2 separate regions of the Mustela erminea genome follow, and region 1 is linked to region 2. The links are chromatin contacts, called in public Hi-C maps. All regions are on one chromosome and are shown on one strand. Each heading gives the region's core, a stretch centred on a gene start, on an enhancer-like site or on the middle of the called end of the contact. The rest is flanking DNA. Distances are from core to core; before and after follow the strand shown.

Region 1 (7,423 bases), core at 249-2,748, 62 kb before region 2:
AAGTACTAGTCACTTCTTCATTTGACAGATAACTGATTTAAACTTAGTGTTAATATAACCAACCCAGAAACCAATTATTGTACACACAAACCACAGGTGACATTTATGAAAACCAGTTACAAGTTTTGAGTCCACTAAGAAATAATCTGCGCAGTAACAGAATTATATCAAATTGTATAACACTTATCCCAGGGGTGTTATATAAGATTTAAATATAGTGACACAACCACTGTAAACTAAAATAATCAGTAGCATACTTACAACCACCTTCTTTAAGAAACGAAAACTAAGAACACTAAGAATTCAAACACGACTATATCTCATACACATGTATATGGTGCAGTTTTTTTAAAGACTCAACTAATTTTTTTTCATTGATGGTTAACTTTATTCCTCATAAGGGCCTCAGTGTAGTTAATTCTCATAAGAATTCTTTGTAAAAAAATTTGCCAAGTTATATTTCACATATAATAAAATGCTTAAAAAAAAAAAGACTTTAATTTTAAAAGTCAGAGTAATAAAAATGACCAAACTGAAGCAGTTATGGACAAGAGATCAGAGACTGAAAGAAATCTAAAACTCAGATTCAAGTAGGATCAGAAGCACACAAACTGATAATTAGGACTTCATTAACTTAGACTGAGATTTGATTTTTCCAATGCTCTTTCCCCCTCATATTTCCAAAACTCAAAACTGCTTCTATTTTGTAAACATTCCCTGATAACAGAACTGGTAAAATTAGGGTTAAAAATGTATTTGCAGATATGCAGTTCAATTAAATGTACTTCCCCTGGGACCACCACTAGGTGCTGATCTTTATCTCCCTAAATATACACTTGAACCCAGCAATACCCCAAAAGTGAGATTATAATCGAGAACCACAAGTGACAATCATTTTTACGGATAATTAAGTTCACAGCTTCTCAGAGAATCGGAAAAATATAAAAAAGAGTTTGAGCCCGATATAAGAGTAAAACACAAGAGAAACGTTTTCCTTAAAAAATGTGGAAATTTGAGGATAACAAAATGAAACTCCTCAAGAATGAGGAAAATTAAATCTAGAACCCAAATGGCGTCCAACAAGAACATTAGATCTTGAAAATGAATATTGCGCTTGCGCAGCCACCGCCCCGCCAGCTGCACAACTGCAGCTAGAGCCCGACCCCGCAAGATCACGTGCTCCCATGCAGCGCCCGCCCGCAGCTCCGCAACCGCGCAGGCGCACACACAACTCCCGCAGCCGCCATAATGCGGTCTTGACTCTTCATAAATACAATAGTAATTTAAGAAAATGTGGTTATAACAGCCCCTAGGAGTCATATATACCTTTCGGGGCGGGAGATGAGGGAGGGGGAACCAAGTTCCTTCCTACAGAGCCGTTCCGCGCAACCGTCCTCAACGCGGCCGCTTCAGTATCGCGCGCTTCAGTCGCCGCGCCGCCGCTGCCGCCGCCGCCTCCGCAGATTCAAAAACAAACCCGCTTCTCCCCTGCACGCGCCGGGGCCGTTATGCAAATTAATGTAGGCGGGGCTACATGGGCGTAATATTGGCCACGCCCGTGGTATTAACAGCCAATAGGCTCACGGATCAGCCTTTCCCCATGCAAATCTCCTGGTTTTTTATTTGAATGAGGAAAATTGGCCACGCCTCCTGCCTTGGAAAAGAGAAGGAAGTCTGAGGTGGTGGCGCTGCGCCTTTCAGTTGCAGTGTGAGTTGTGTTTTGAGTGGAGCTTCGCTCAACCAGTGAGTAGCACTTTGTTAGCGCCCTCTATGAGCCTTAGGAAAGAAGGAAGGAAATAGGTACGTGAGAGTTAAAGAGCGGAGAGAAAGATTTTCGGAAAAGGCTGAAGTATATTTGTTCATTATTTATATTAAAAATTCACAAAGTATACTTTAAACTGTAAGTAATGAGAGAATGGCGAAGACACGTATTTTCTTTCAGTTTTGTGCCAGAGCTAGCACTTCCAATCATACCCTTCTACCGGAAGTTGTATCCTTATATGCAATTTTATATTGGGAGCCAATCTTTAATGAAGGCCGTGAGATGCAGTAGAGAAGATGCTACTCAGTTTGTTGGGAGAGCTGGGCTCACATCCAAGTACTCCTGTCTTCTTGCCTGTTTCTTGGAACACGTGTGTTAACACAGTTTTCTCATCTCTGAAATGGTGATAGCGACTGTGCTTCAAATCGGTTAAGAGAGGTCAATGACAGGATAAATGTAAAGTTCTTTTGCAAAGCAAGAAGAGCCTGACAAATAGTTCGTAAGGTTTGGTTATCTTGTTTTTTAATACAATTTTCCCCTTAATCTATTCATTCCGTTTTTATTTAGCAATCAGTGTTCTAGAACTATATTAGGTGCCTGTCCTCAAGAAATCTATACTAGAGGAAACAAAAGTAAACAGGACATTGTAAGCAATAAGAAATTAGTGGAGGACGCTTGATACTTATTTTTATAAGTCTGGTCTTTCAACGTAGTTGAAATCCTGAGTGGCTTTAGGAGAATCGCCTAATCCAGAGTTGGAGAATCAGTAATGCCTTCCTAGAAAAGGTGAACTCTAAAATGAAACCCAATTTAAAAGATTATTTGCCTAAAAGGTGAACTTTATTGTAGAATAATGAAGGATCACTTGAAAGGTAAATAAATCAGGAAATAACACAGATTTGCATTGTTTTATTGCTAAGCTTTGTAAAGTACTTTACACAGAACATAGTACGTGATTGTTCAAAAAAATTATACAGTCTCAATTATAACGATGTATTATAATTTATTTAGTACATAGGTGCTCAGTTATAAAATACTCAACAATTTGTAAATATTAATATCAATATCAAAAGCTTCATTCTATAATAAGACAAATGGGATTGGAATAATAGAGCACATCAGATTTCACTTTGTATGTTTTCTATAAATAAAAAAGAATCGTGTTTATAATAGTTCACTCTCAATGGCAAAGGGAAAAATAATTCAGCATTAACTCACCAACTGGTCATTTTTCATAGATATGCTCATCTTCTAGACCTGCCTCCCTAAGACTCTAACTAGACAGTTTTATTGTATTTGAATCTCCCACAATATACTCAACTACACATTTATAGTTTCTTCAGCCATTCTAACTGCTAGTTGATCTAAGCAATCATAGCTTCATTCAACAATTACAGTATTTATTATGTACTCACATACTATTCTAGGCACTAAAGATGCCCAGAGGAAATGGCACTCCCTCTAATGGAGATAAAAAACATATATACTGATAAATATTATTAAATCATTACTATCCCGACGCCTGGCTGGCTCAGGTGGTTGAAGCATCTGCCTTCAGCTCAGGTCATGATCCCAGGATCCTGGGATTGAGCCCCACATTGGGCTCCCTGCTCAGCAGAGACTCTACTTCTTCCTCTCTTTCCCTCCCTCTGCCTCTCCCCTTCCCCACCCCCAGGCCCCCCAAACTCATGAGCTCTCTCTTTCACTCTGCTCTCTTTCTCAAATAAATAAAATCTTTTTAAAAAGCATTACTATCATGAAGATATATGCTAAATATAAAAGAAATACAGAATAAGAGGACCTAAATCTTGCTCATAGAATATAGGAAAATTCCTTACCTGTTTCTTGTAATAAGTGTGATGCTTGACCTGACTCATAATGAAGAGTTTCATGTGGCTGTCAGAATAATATAAAAAGAATTCAAGTTAGGTAAAACAGAAATTCAAAATATTTCTCATTCTCTATGGCACTAGGCATTGGTCAATCAGAAACAGACTCAAAAACTGTCTACTTCATCAGATATTAATCCCTTAGTTGTAGGATTGTGAAGAGGTCCAATGCTTCTTCAGCTGGGGACCTAGGCAGACTGGATGGTAGGAGGAGTATTCACAGGTGGGGCATCTACTTACCAATCAGTACTGAAGGATTTCAATATTTTATCCACCTTTTTGGCCTTATTTATACAAACAGACTGAATATTCTAGGGGAAAAATGCTGTAGTAAAGCAAAATCACAGAACTTCTCACAAAAAAATAATAAAAAACCAAAAACCTAAAATAATAAACATAAATGAATTTCAGTTGTAGCTATTGAGCAGCAGTTGAACAAATAGCATAAACTTGAAAAAGGAACAGCTAATGAGGAAAACTGAAGTTTCTAATACTACAAAATGAGACCACCTAATGTAGTGATTGCAAAAATGGGCTTTGAAAGTTTACTACCTAAATTAGAATCCTGTTGCTGCTACTTTACTGCAGCACATTCTAAACTGCTCTATACAAATGGTTCCTGAAATATGAAATGGAGATGATAAAAAATAGCCCCTGTCTGCTGAGGTTTTTATGAAGATTAAATTCTGGTAAAACATTTCAAATAATACTGAATATATAGTAATATCTCAATAAGTGGTCAGCTAATAGTAATCATCCTAGTGGTGGTAGTAGTAGAAGTAATAATAGTACTTGTCAGAATGGTAAAAGTGCAGACATAGCTCAGCTTGAGCAGTTTCTATCTGTACATCCTGTACACTATCTGTACATCTGTACTATATATCTGTATACTATCATTAAGAAGAAATATGAATTAACCTGATAATTTTTATTATTGTCCTCCAATTTCCAGAGAATTTTATTGAAGTATTAAGTAGACAAGCCTGGGAAAACTCAAGAAGCAATTCTGGGAATAGGAAATGTGGAACACTGGATTCCAGGATGATCTCTATTTCTTTATGTTTATATCATGTATAATCCTCTCCCCTTAAGTATGGGCAGAATCCATGGCTTACTTCTAGGCAATAGAGTATGGCAAAAGTAAATAAATTCTGCAGTTGTAATTAATGATTCAAATAAATTGATTTCAAGTTAACCAACCAAAAGGGATATTACCTTGGAGAGATCTGCCTTAATCTGGAAAAAGCCCTTTGTTTTTGTTTTTTGTTTTTATTTAAAGATTTTTTTTTTTTTTTTTTTTTTTTTTGAGACAGAGCATAAGCAGAGAGAGAAGCAGGCTGTCCACTGAACAAGGAACCCGATGTGGGACTCAATCCCAGGACCCTAGGATCGTGACCTGACCCAAAGGCAAACACTTAACCAACTGAGACACCCAGGCATCCCTGAAAAAATCCCTTTGGAAAGGAGCTGGACCTTCCCTGAGGAGAGACTTTCTCCTTGCTGGCTTGACACAGTAAGCAACTATGTTGAAGAAACCAACATAGAAATTTACTAAACTGACCTGCAGAATCTGTGGGTAGCCTGAAAGTAGCCTTCAGCCAACAGGCAGGGAAAAGCCAGGACCCTCAATCATATAGCCATAAAGAAATAAATTCTATAAATAAACCAAATGAGCTTGGAAGTAGGTTCTTTACTAGCTAAACATTCAAATGAAAATACAGCACAAATAGTACCTTGATTGTACCCTTGGGATTCTGTGAGAAGAAGATCCATCTAAATCATATCAAAAATCCTGACCCACAGAAACCAAGATAATAGATGCATATTTCTTTAACCAAGATAATAGATGCATATTTCTTAAGTTACTAAATTTGTCATAATTTGTTACATGGCAATAGAAAACTAATAGAGGAAGTCACCAGAGAAGGGAAGAGGTATCTAAACCATTTTCCAAGGTACATAGGTGATCTAAATGAATGAAATGGGTTCTATTAGAAGATATTTAACTGGCACTCAATAAAAAGGATAGAACCAGTACTATAATTATAACTCAGCAAAACAGGCCTCTTTTCTGGTCCCCATATTATAATGTGCCATATATATCATAAACATACACACAGATTTATAAGAACACACGGATGCCTTTGTCACTCAGAATTTGACACTCAGTAGTACCATAATGGCTACTGTGATCTTAAAACATCTCTGTTAATATTACCAAAGGCCTCTGGGGAATGCTTCTCCATATTTTTTGCTCTGTGACCTCAAAATAAAAGCCAATTGTCAGAATACTGTGGAGGTCAGTGGATTGAGACACTCACACAACTTCAGAGTATGCAAGATAAATTTTAAAAATTAACTTTTCATATCCTTCGTCTCTGTTAGTACAGAGTCAATAGATTTTTTTCCTTAGCAGTCATTTGCCAGTAATGTCAAGCCTCCATTTTCTTGCTTTTCTCAGGTTCCTGTTTGTGGTTCTGTAGATACTCAGAACGTATTACAATATTCTCAGAATTTGTCCTTAGCTTCTGGAAAACTTTTTGAAATATCAAATAATGTATATTAATCATATATTTGTATACCATACATGTAGATATTGATGTAATATAAATGAAACATATTTAACTTTTAAATTAGCAACTAAATTACATTGAGTTCTAGAACTATAAAGATTTTATTTTAATAAAAATATTTTGATCCTGAACAACCAGTGTGTCAAAGATGAAATCAAAAGAGAAAAAAAATACCTTGAGACGAACAAAAATGGAAATACAATAAACAAAAACTTATGTGATGCAGCAAAAGCAGTTCTAAGAGGGAAGTTCATAGCAATAAATGTCTACATCAAGAAACAAGAAAAATCTCAAACAACCGAACTTTACATGGCAAAGAACTCAAAAGAGTTGAATAAACAAGCCCAAAGTTAACAGAAGGAAGGAAATAGCAAATATCAGAGTGGAAATAAATGAAATAGAGATTAAAAAAGCAATAGAAAAGACTAATGAAACTGAGCTGGTTTTCAGAAGATAAACAGAATTGGCAAAACTTTATCTAGACTCACTAAGAAAAAAATACTCAAATATCAGAAATGAAAGAGGAGATGTTACAACTGATACCACAGAAATACAAGGAATCATAAGACACTGCTATGAACAATTATATGCCAAGAAGTTGGACAATCAAGAAGAAATGGATAAACTCCTAGAAATAATCTATTAAGAACGAGGCCTGAGGAAATAGAAAATCTGAACATGCTGATTACTAGTAAGAAGAACTAGTAATCAAAAACCATCTGACAGCAAAGCTGAGGACCAGATAGCTCTACTGATAATTTCTACCAAACATTTAAAAATGAATTAAGGGGTGCCTGGGTGGCTCAGTCAGTGAAGCATCCAACTCTTGATTTTACCATACATCATGATCTCAGGGTTGTGAGATCAAGCCCTGCATCAGGGTCTATGCTCAGCAGGAAGTCTGCTTGAGATTCTGTCCCTCTCACCCTCCCTCTGTCCCTTCCCTCACTCGCATGCATGCTTTCTCAAATATATAAATATTTAGAAAATAAATAAATAAAAATGAATTAATATCAGTTATTATCAAAGTCATCCAACAAACAGAAGGGAACACTTTCAAACTCATTTTATAAGGTTAGCATTACCTTGATAACAAAACCAGAGAAAGACACCACAAGAAAAAAAATTAACAGACCAATACCCCTAATGAACAGAGATTGCAAAAGTCTTCAACAAAATATTAGCAAACCAAATTCAAC
Region 2 (7,656 bases), core at 3,338-5,837:
ATAAATGACATGCTGAAATTTTAAAGTGCTTTAGTGTTGATATCTGCACCAAGAACTCACCTTTGTTAAGGATTCTTCAAAATTGTGGAGTGGCTATGATTCTAAAAGTATGCATGGAAACCTCCTGGCCAAGGAAAGAGATCAATTCTTTTACTAGGCTAATTCTCTCATTTCGGGTCCTGCAAAGCTCCCGACCTGCTGAATTTCAGGTCCCCTGTTTTGCCTTTATCTTTTGAGTTCTTCTACGTCTGCCTAATAGCTGATCTATTGGCAAATCTGGAACTGGAACTCAGTTTTTCTGACTCCTGGTTATGATATCATTTAGCAAGCTCCATCTCGTTTTTCAGCTCTTCCCGAGAAGTTCTCCACCCCCCTGCTCCACCCATCCGCACTCTGTTTTCACGTCTTTCCTTTCTTCTCTCACAGCACACCTTGTTCCTATCTTTATGAAGCATATATCACACCACTCCACAATAGCTGATGTCCCCAGTATCTTTCTTCCCAACCTGTTAGTTCTTTGAAAGCAAGTTCCATGTTTAATGGGATTTTAAAACCTCACAGGTCTGCGGTAGGGAATAGTACCATAGAGCCCGATTGTTAGGGAGGGTTCAATCAATGTTGAATGAATATTGACTATTACAAAGTTCAAACTCTAGGAGGGGGATGATATATTTCTCCATTGTAGGAATTTCAACTACTCTAAAAGAATCTTTAAAAATTCACTATGGGGTAACTGGGTGGCTTGGTTGGTTGAGTGTCAGACTTGGTTTCTGCTCAGGTCACGATCTCAGGGTGCTAAGACAGCCCCATGTCAGGTTCCACGGTCAGCAGAGACTCTGCTTGAGATTCTCCCTCTCCCTCTGCCCCCTCCATCTCTCCCTCTCAAATAATCAGTCAATAAATCTTTTTTAAAAATTTCTATAAAGATCCATTGTTTTCACTTCCTAAAGCAGGGTAAGCTATTAATATCTACTGAAATATAAAGAACTGTGGGAAGCACAACGAATGTAGGCCTTAGTTTAGTATTAACACTTCATCCAATCAACTCCTTAGAAGCCTGGTACTGGCAGTGGTTTTCTGTTTTGGGGTTGGGGTGGAGAAGAGGACACTTCCTATCATTAAGTATCATTAAGAATCTCCAGGGATGGGGTAGAAAGTGTAGTTTGAAGATCCTCAGGCAATGCCCGTAAATTCACCCCCAGGAGAATGGGATTTCTCTTCCTCCCTTATCATAGCACAAAGGGACTGACGCTCAAGTATTGGCCAAGCTGATTTCGGTCTTGTTGATTGTATAAAGCACTGCACCCCCATCCCCCCAGAGCACCGAGACTTAGGGAGCACGGCTTTTAATATCCTGAGGTGGTTGAGCTCTTATTCTTTTGGATTCATCTAACTGTCAAAGAATTACATTATTTATAGGTGTGGGTATTTATAGAAGATCGCTGATTATTAAGCTTATAGTAACGGCCTTCGTTCTTGGTCTTGTGGGTGGGGACTGCCAAGCACATCCCAGTTCTCCTCCTTAGGGAGGTCATAACCCGGCTCAGCAAAGCTAGAGAGAGCCTTCAGTGTGCAGGGTGTAGTCTGGCTATAGATGACTGGAAAGCCTGGAGGCCTGCAGCCTTCCAGCGCACACTGCAGCCTTTTAGCCCTGTGAGCTGGAGTTTCCAAACTCGCTGGAGTGGAGACTTGCAAGGGGTGGGGCTGGAATGTCTTCCGCATTCCTCCTTCTCCTCCTCCCACTCCCCTCCCCCACTCCTCCTCCTTCCGCTCTTCGGGTAACTCCCCTCTCCTTCCACCTCCTCGGTCTCCACCCCCACCTCCCTTCTTCCCCACCATTTCTACCCCCCCTTCCTGTCCCTCCTTCTCCAGGCTACGGGGTGCTGCTGCGGGGGGAGGGGTGAGTGGCTGGAAACTGAAAGCGGGAGGACCTGAGTCTGAGTCTAGGGAGCCCTGGTAGCACCTTGGCCCCTGAGCACGTGGACATGAATCCTCTTCATATTATCTGTAGCCAAAGGCAGGACTAGCTTCAGAAAACCTTCAGAAAGGACGCCCAGGTGTTTCAATTATAGTTTTAGAGACAGCATGTCCATTCATGCTTGCTAATCTCTCATCTGTAAAATGGGGATAAAATAAAAATTAAACAAACGTTTTCCAAAAATAGGAAGCTGTACAACAAAGCTGTGTTCATTTCCTGTGAATGGTAAAGAGGAACTAAGTAACTGCGCTTTGTTGATTTTATTCCAGCTAAATACAAAAGACAGACCCTATACAACAAATGTTTTCTTTTGTTCTTGGCCTTGTAAAGAGTCATTTCTCTACAAAAAAAGAATCCCCTTTGTGCATTCCCTGGCCGAACTGGCCATGGGGATTATGAAGAGAAAAGCGCTCCGGAGCTGTTTTCCTGGTTAGAGACATTGTTCTGGAAAGCAAGCTGGGTTGCCATAGCTACGGCTCCCCAGCGGCCTCGCCCTGCCCCTTTCCACCCCGCCTGCCTGTGCTGGCTGCTGGTACTAGGGCTGTCCTCACTTCAGATATTCCTCCCCACAGCACGGAAATGGTAGGGAAATTCCAAACTATTTTCCCCAGATGGTCTCTGAGGCCCAGAGGGAGAAAAAAAAAAAAAATAATAATCCCTTGTCAGGCAGTCCTGAATTGTCCTTGAAAAAAACAGCTATTAGATTGAAAGCTCGTTGAAGGCAGGAACCTTGATCTCATCGCTGAACCAATTCTCCTCCTGTCACTACGATCATCTTCCTCCCCAGCCCAAAGTAGGTCGATGCATAGTAGGGTCTAGGAAAAGGTTTATATAATCACTAGCGGGTGAGTTTGCATTTTGACACGGACTCTAGAGCCAGAATCCTGGCCTGCCACTTCAATCGATAAAAGACCTACCCTCGCAAGCTTCACTGTCCTCATCTCTGAGATGGGGATGATAATATCTAAGTCAGAAATACGTGGTGGGGGTTGAATGAGATAACTTAATATGCGAAACATTTGGTATTATGTCAGGCTTATAGCAAGCTCTCCGTATTATAGTGATTTTTACTATTCTCTCTTCTGTAGCCTCCTTCATGTTCATGTGGGGAGAAACACCGTCCCCTACTAAAAGACAAAAACCCCTCAAACGACAACAAAACAACAACAACAACAAAAAACACCTTCTAGCAGAATGTACAGCAACCCAGGTCTAAAAGTTAATTAAATGAACGTGTGAGAGCAGCACAAGTTATTTGTGTATTAAGCGTCAAATAGAACATGCTAGTAACAAGTTCGATTTCTGGTAGGTTGTTGCACTCAAGTAAAGCAAAGTGTGTGTGTTCCTATTGTATCTCTACAGTAGGATTGTGACATCTTTCAGCTTGATCTTCTCCCTCACCCCGCCCCCAATCTCTTAAGAAATTTCTAAAACCTACAGATCTGGTTGCCATTGGGCGTATTTGAAATCTCTAAACTCCATAGGGGTCCCCCCCATGAGCCTCCTACATACACCGGGGCTGCCTTCCAAGTCACAGAAGCCCTGGGGTCCCCAGGCACTTAAAACTGGCGCGGCAGGAAGATTCTTAATCTCTGGACACTCAAGGGAGAGTGAATTTAGCACCTTCCACCTCCAAAATTTCCTGCGCTCCCCTGTCCCTTCCAAGGCAGGCCCAGACTTTGTCTAGAATTCCAAGGCAGCCTTCGGAGTTTGGGGGTGGGGGGGGGAGTCAGGAGACTTAAGTGGCGGGGGAAGGTTCTGAGCCAAACCTGGCCGCAGGATGTGCATACCCTCAAAGGCAGCGGACTGCGCCTCTCAGGGGGGCACTTCAGGGGTGGGACCGGAGCTTCTGGCACCTGAGGGAGGAGAGGCGAGGACAGGATTATCATTCCACTGTTACCTAATACTGCTGCGTCTGTCTATTGTTTGAGAGGGTATGTACAGCTTGTTTGTATTTTGGGACACGAACGAAAAGAGCACATTGACAGTGTGGAGTATGTTCGTTGTCATTAATGCACAGGGCTGAAGAAGCCTGGTCAGGTCACGTGTAAGTGCCAGTTGTATGTAAGGTGCTCCCACAACACCGATGGGCGGTGTACTTTGTGGTTGTGCAATAATGCAGCAAAGGTGCGGAGAGGTGGTGTGAACTGCAGGGTGTGAAGTGTTGTTCCCTCTGCTTTAGACCCTCTCACACATTTTTTCCCCCCCAACTCCTAGCAAACACTTAACTACCCAAGACACAAAATCCTCCCCTCCCCCAACACTGCAGCCCGCTTTCTCTGAAAACTGATACCCTGAGGCCCTTTTCCCTCACCAGCCACAATTAGGGGCAGTAGGAGGGAAAATGCGGGCTGGATCATGGCACAGAGGCAGTGTTCTGTAATTTTTCCTCCCGTAACAGGCCCCTGTTCCGACTCCAGGCCTTATATTTTATCTGACTTTGCTACTCCAGGAAACAGCTTTAGGCTCCTGCGAGTCCAGGCCAAATCCACTTCTTTCTGCGAAGTCCATTCTGTATTTTCTATTTCACCCTAGTCAAGTCTCAGCCGAGGCTGTTGTTCTCAATCCAGCTCAGAAACTGGCTCAAACCGCCCTGAACTGGATTTGGTGGCTGTTGAGACACAGTTTCTGCCTCTTTGTTAGGGCGGATCCGGCCTCATTCGCTCTTCGGTTTCCCTCCCTCCTGTTTTCCCAGAGTCACCAACAGCAGTTCCCCTCCCCCTGCCTCTCCAGTTTGGTTGGCATTTTTTTACCCTTCCCTGGGCCAGGGCCCCATGAAGTAGATTAAATTCTTTAATAAAATAGTGGATTTAGGTTGCAAACCTTCAGCTTCTATTACATTAACTATTTAGTTCCGCTTTTCTCAAATTTGTTATCTAACCAACTGACATGGTGCCCTTAAATCTTGGCTCTCATTCTAACCTAGAAAGATTGAAAATTCTCATTCTGGATGGAAATAACTTTAAATTCTACACCAAATGCTGAAAGGTGTTGGTGCAGTACCTTCTTATTTTCCGTTTTGTAGCTATATTTAATTTAAATCCTATCTTTGCTGAGAAATGACAAAACATTATCTATAGAATTTTTAAACAGTCGCCCATACCGGCTTTCTGTTGCAACTGCGAGATTCCCAGAGAAAGAAGTGAAGAATGGAGGTGTTTTTGGTTTTTGAACGTGTGATTTTAACCCGGGACCAGATTCTGTGACTTTAGTGAAGAAACCTGTTCGGAGAATGCGCCGGGGGGAACCATTCCTTAACATGATGCAGGTGGAGGCAAAACCGGGGGGTGTGGCAGAATAAGGCTAGAACAGGGCTGGGCATTTGTATACAATTTCTCTTTCTATGAAATTTAAGCATTTCTTAGGTTTCAGAACCAGAAAGAGAGGATGGTTGCCCTATATCGTGGATGGACGAAATGCCACCAAACTGTACACTTTAAAATGGTTAACATCGTGTCACGTGAATGTTAGCTCGTTTTTTTTTTTTTTTTAAAGTTCAGTGTTTCTTAAGAATTTTTCATTTTCCTTTTGCTCCTTTTGAAGTCAGAGGAGAAACAGATAATAAGTACCCATAATCTGGGTGTGGTTCTGTTTGACGCTTGACGACTCCCGGGTCTCCCCCTGGTGGCCAAATCAAGCAACATGTCAAGATGTCGGAAGGCCTTTGAGCCTGTCTCAATTTTATGTCGAAGCACAAAGCCCGGGCTGCTGTGCTGAGAATCGTACTCCCAGTCCCTTGCTTCGTGGGCAGTTTGTCTTACTCATGTGCATGGCGTAGGGCTATTTTACCCAACTAGGACCACAGATGTCTCACTTCCATGGTGTCACAGGTATTAATTCTAAAGTAGCCATTTAAAATTCACGCTGGAGTCCCCCCGCAGAACCAAACATACTGTCATTTCTCCTAGAGCACAAATCTGAGTAAGTTGCTCATTTAAGTGTTTCGTTTCAATAGAGCATAAAGTGCTGGAAAAAAGCCAATTCTAACAGTAGCTCTGGAAAAGCTATTTTTACAGGCGGGAGGGGAAGGGCTGGCTTTGTCTTGTGACTCATTCCCCTGAGAAAGACGACTTAGGTTGTGGCCAAGGTAACCTTTGAAATGTCTGTAAAAGAGGTGAAACCAGCATCTGAATGTGCTCTTAGGAGATTTACAAGTCACAATTATTGTGGGGAGACCTGCAGTGTTATACTCTATTGGAGTCCAAGTAATCCACATTGGCCCTCTCATTGTTAGATTAACTTTTGTTTGGGATTTTCACACCTTTAGTTTCTTGGGTTTGAAGTGTTTCTCCCTCCTGAAGCGCTTCCTACTTAGCATAGGCCTTGCCTCCTAGTCACTTCCTCAGAGAAGCCTTCCTGAACACTTAGTCAATAGTAGATTCACTATGACCAGTTATCTTCTCACGTATCTTTTTTTTTTTTTTTTAAAGATTTTATTTATTTATTTGACAGAGAGAGATCACAAGTAGGCAGAGAGGCAGGCAGAGAGAGAGGAGGAAGCAGACTCCCTGCTGAGCAGAGAGCCTGATGCGGGACTCGATCCCAGGACCCTGAGATCATGACCTGAGCCGAAGGCAGCGGCTTAACCCACTGAGCCACCCAGGTGCCCCTCTCATGTATCTTTTTTTGTTACAGATTTTTCTGTTGTAGCCCTGCCTAACTTAATTTATATTTGTTTTCTTGTTCTTCCCTCACTGTTTTCTAAGTCCCTTAGGGCCGTGTCTGTCTGTCTGAACAGAACAGTATAACCAGCTTTGGGAATAGTACCTGGCAAAAAAGTAACGAGGAATAAATAGTTGTCGAACTGATAAGTTAATTCAAATACTGTATCTCTAGCCTCAGTCCAGGGCTTTAAAAGTCTTTTATACCTCGTAGCTTTTTCGAGCCTTGGCCTGTGTTCTTTTTCTTTTGCGGACTATCAGGAACTATGGATTTATTTTACAGTTCCTCTTCTCGAAATGTGAGAGCTACTGAGTGGAATGGAATCTTTACAATTCCTTGGTTTTATTCCCCCACCTCCCCCAAAAGAAACTGACTAATCCAAATTCTGATCGTCTGTGTTTTCTCACCTGTAGTACTTGATTTTACTATGGGGTGGGGCTTCCCTGGGTTTTGATTTCTGAATCTGGAGTTTTCCACATGCTGTTCCCGTCCCCTCCCACCAGGAGGAAAGGGCCTACTAGTTTTTTTCTTCAAAAGAATCTCCTCCTTCTGTCCGGGGAGTGAGCTCGATTTTGCCACTGGCAAAGCCAGGAGAGGAAGAGAGAAGCTTATCCATGTGGAGATTCAAATTCCTTGGGATTCCAAGTGGCCAGTTTTTCTCTCTGGGGACTGTCAGAGTATTTCCTACAGGAATTTCTTTGGGGCGTTTCTTTACGAATTGTCCATCATTACCCTGTTCTGAAAGCTGATAGCACAGCTTTCAGAACAGGACTTTTGTGACACGTGGCTTTATCCTGTATCCGTTGGGTGGTTTTGACTGACTGGTGGTTGTATACCTGGTAGAATTTCCGTAGCTGCTTCCAACTGGTATAGGGTGATAGTTAAGAGAATAAACATGGAGGTCAGAAAAGCTGAATGCTCTGAAGTTTTGGTTTTCCCATCCATTTTGCTTTTCATCTATACAAGGGGCATGCCCACTTTACAGAGTTGTAATAATCATTATTACAATAGCATTT

The links. Hi-C and Micro-C count contacts between places; a contact is called where the count stands out from the background.
Region 1: a contact with region 2 is called in a Hi-C map of skeletal muscle, with 7 times the contacts expected there. The contact joins the promoter of ATF7IP here to the enhancer-like site in region 2. A contact is called at or near these places in 3 of 3 Hi-C or Micro-C datasets (fibroblasts, skeletal muscle and spleen).

What each region holds. Positions count from the first base shown.
Region 1 is chr6:57,245,524-57,252,946 of mMusErm1.Pri, reverse strand. It overlaps ATF7IP (activating transcription factor 7-interacting protein 1), which reads right to left and starts at 1,498. Exons shown (of 15, transcript XM_032347397.1): 1 at 1,327-1,498.
Region 2 is chr6:57,186,017-57,193,672 of mMusErm1.Pri, reverse strand. No RefSeq gene overlaps it. Among named protein-coding and RNA genes, the nearest start is that of ATF7IP, 62 kb to the left of the region's middle. Within about 2 kb of position 4,587, the one cell type or tissue checked has open chromatin away from gene starts, as enhancers often do. A contact at or near this core is called in fibroblasts, where this site is marked.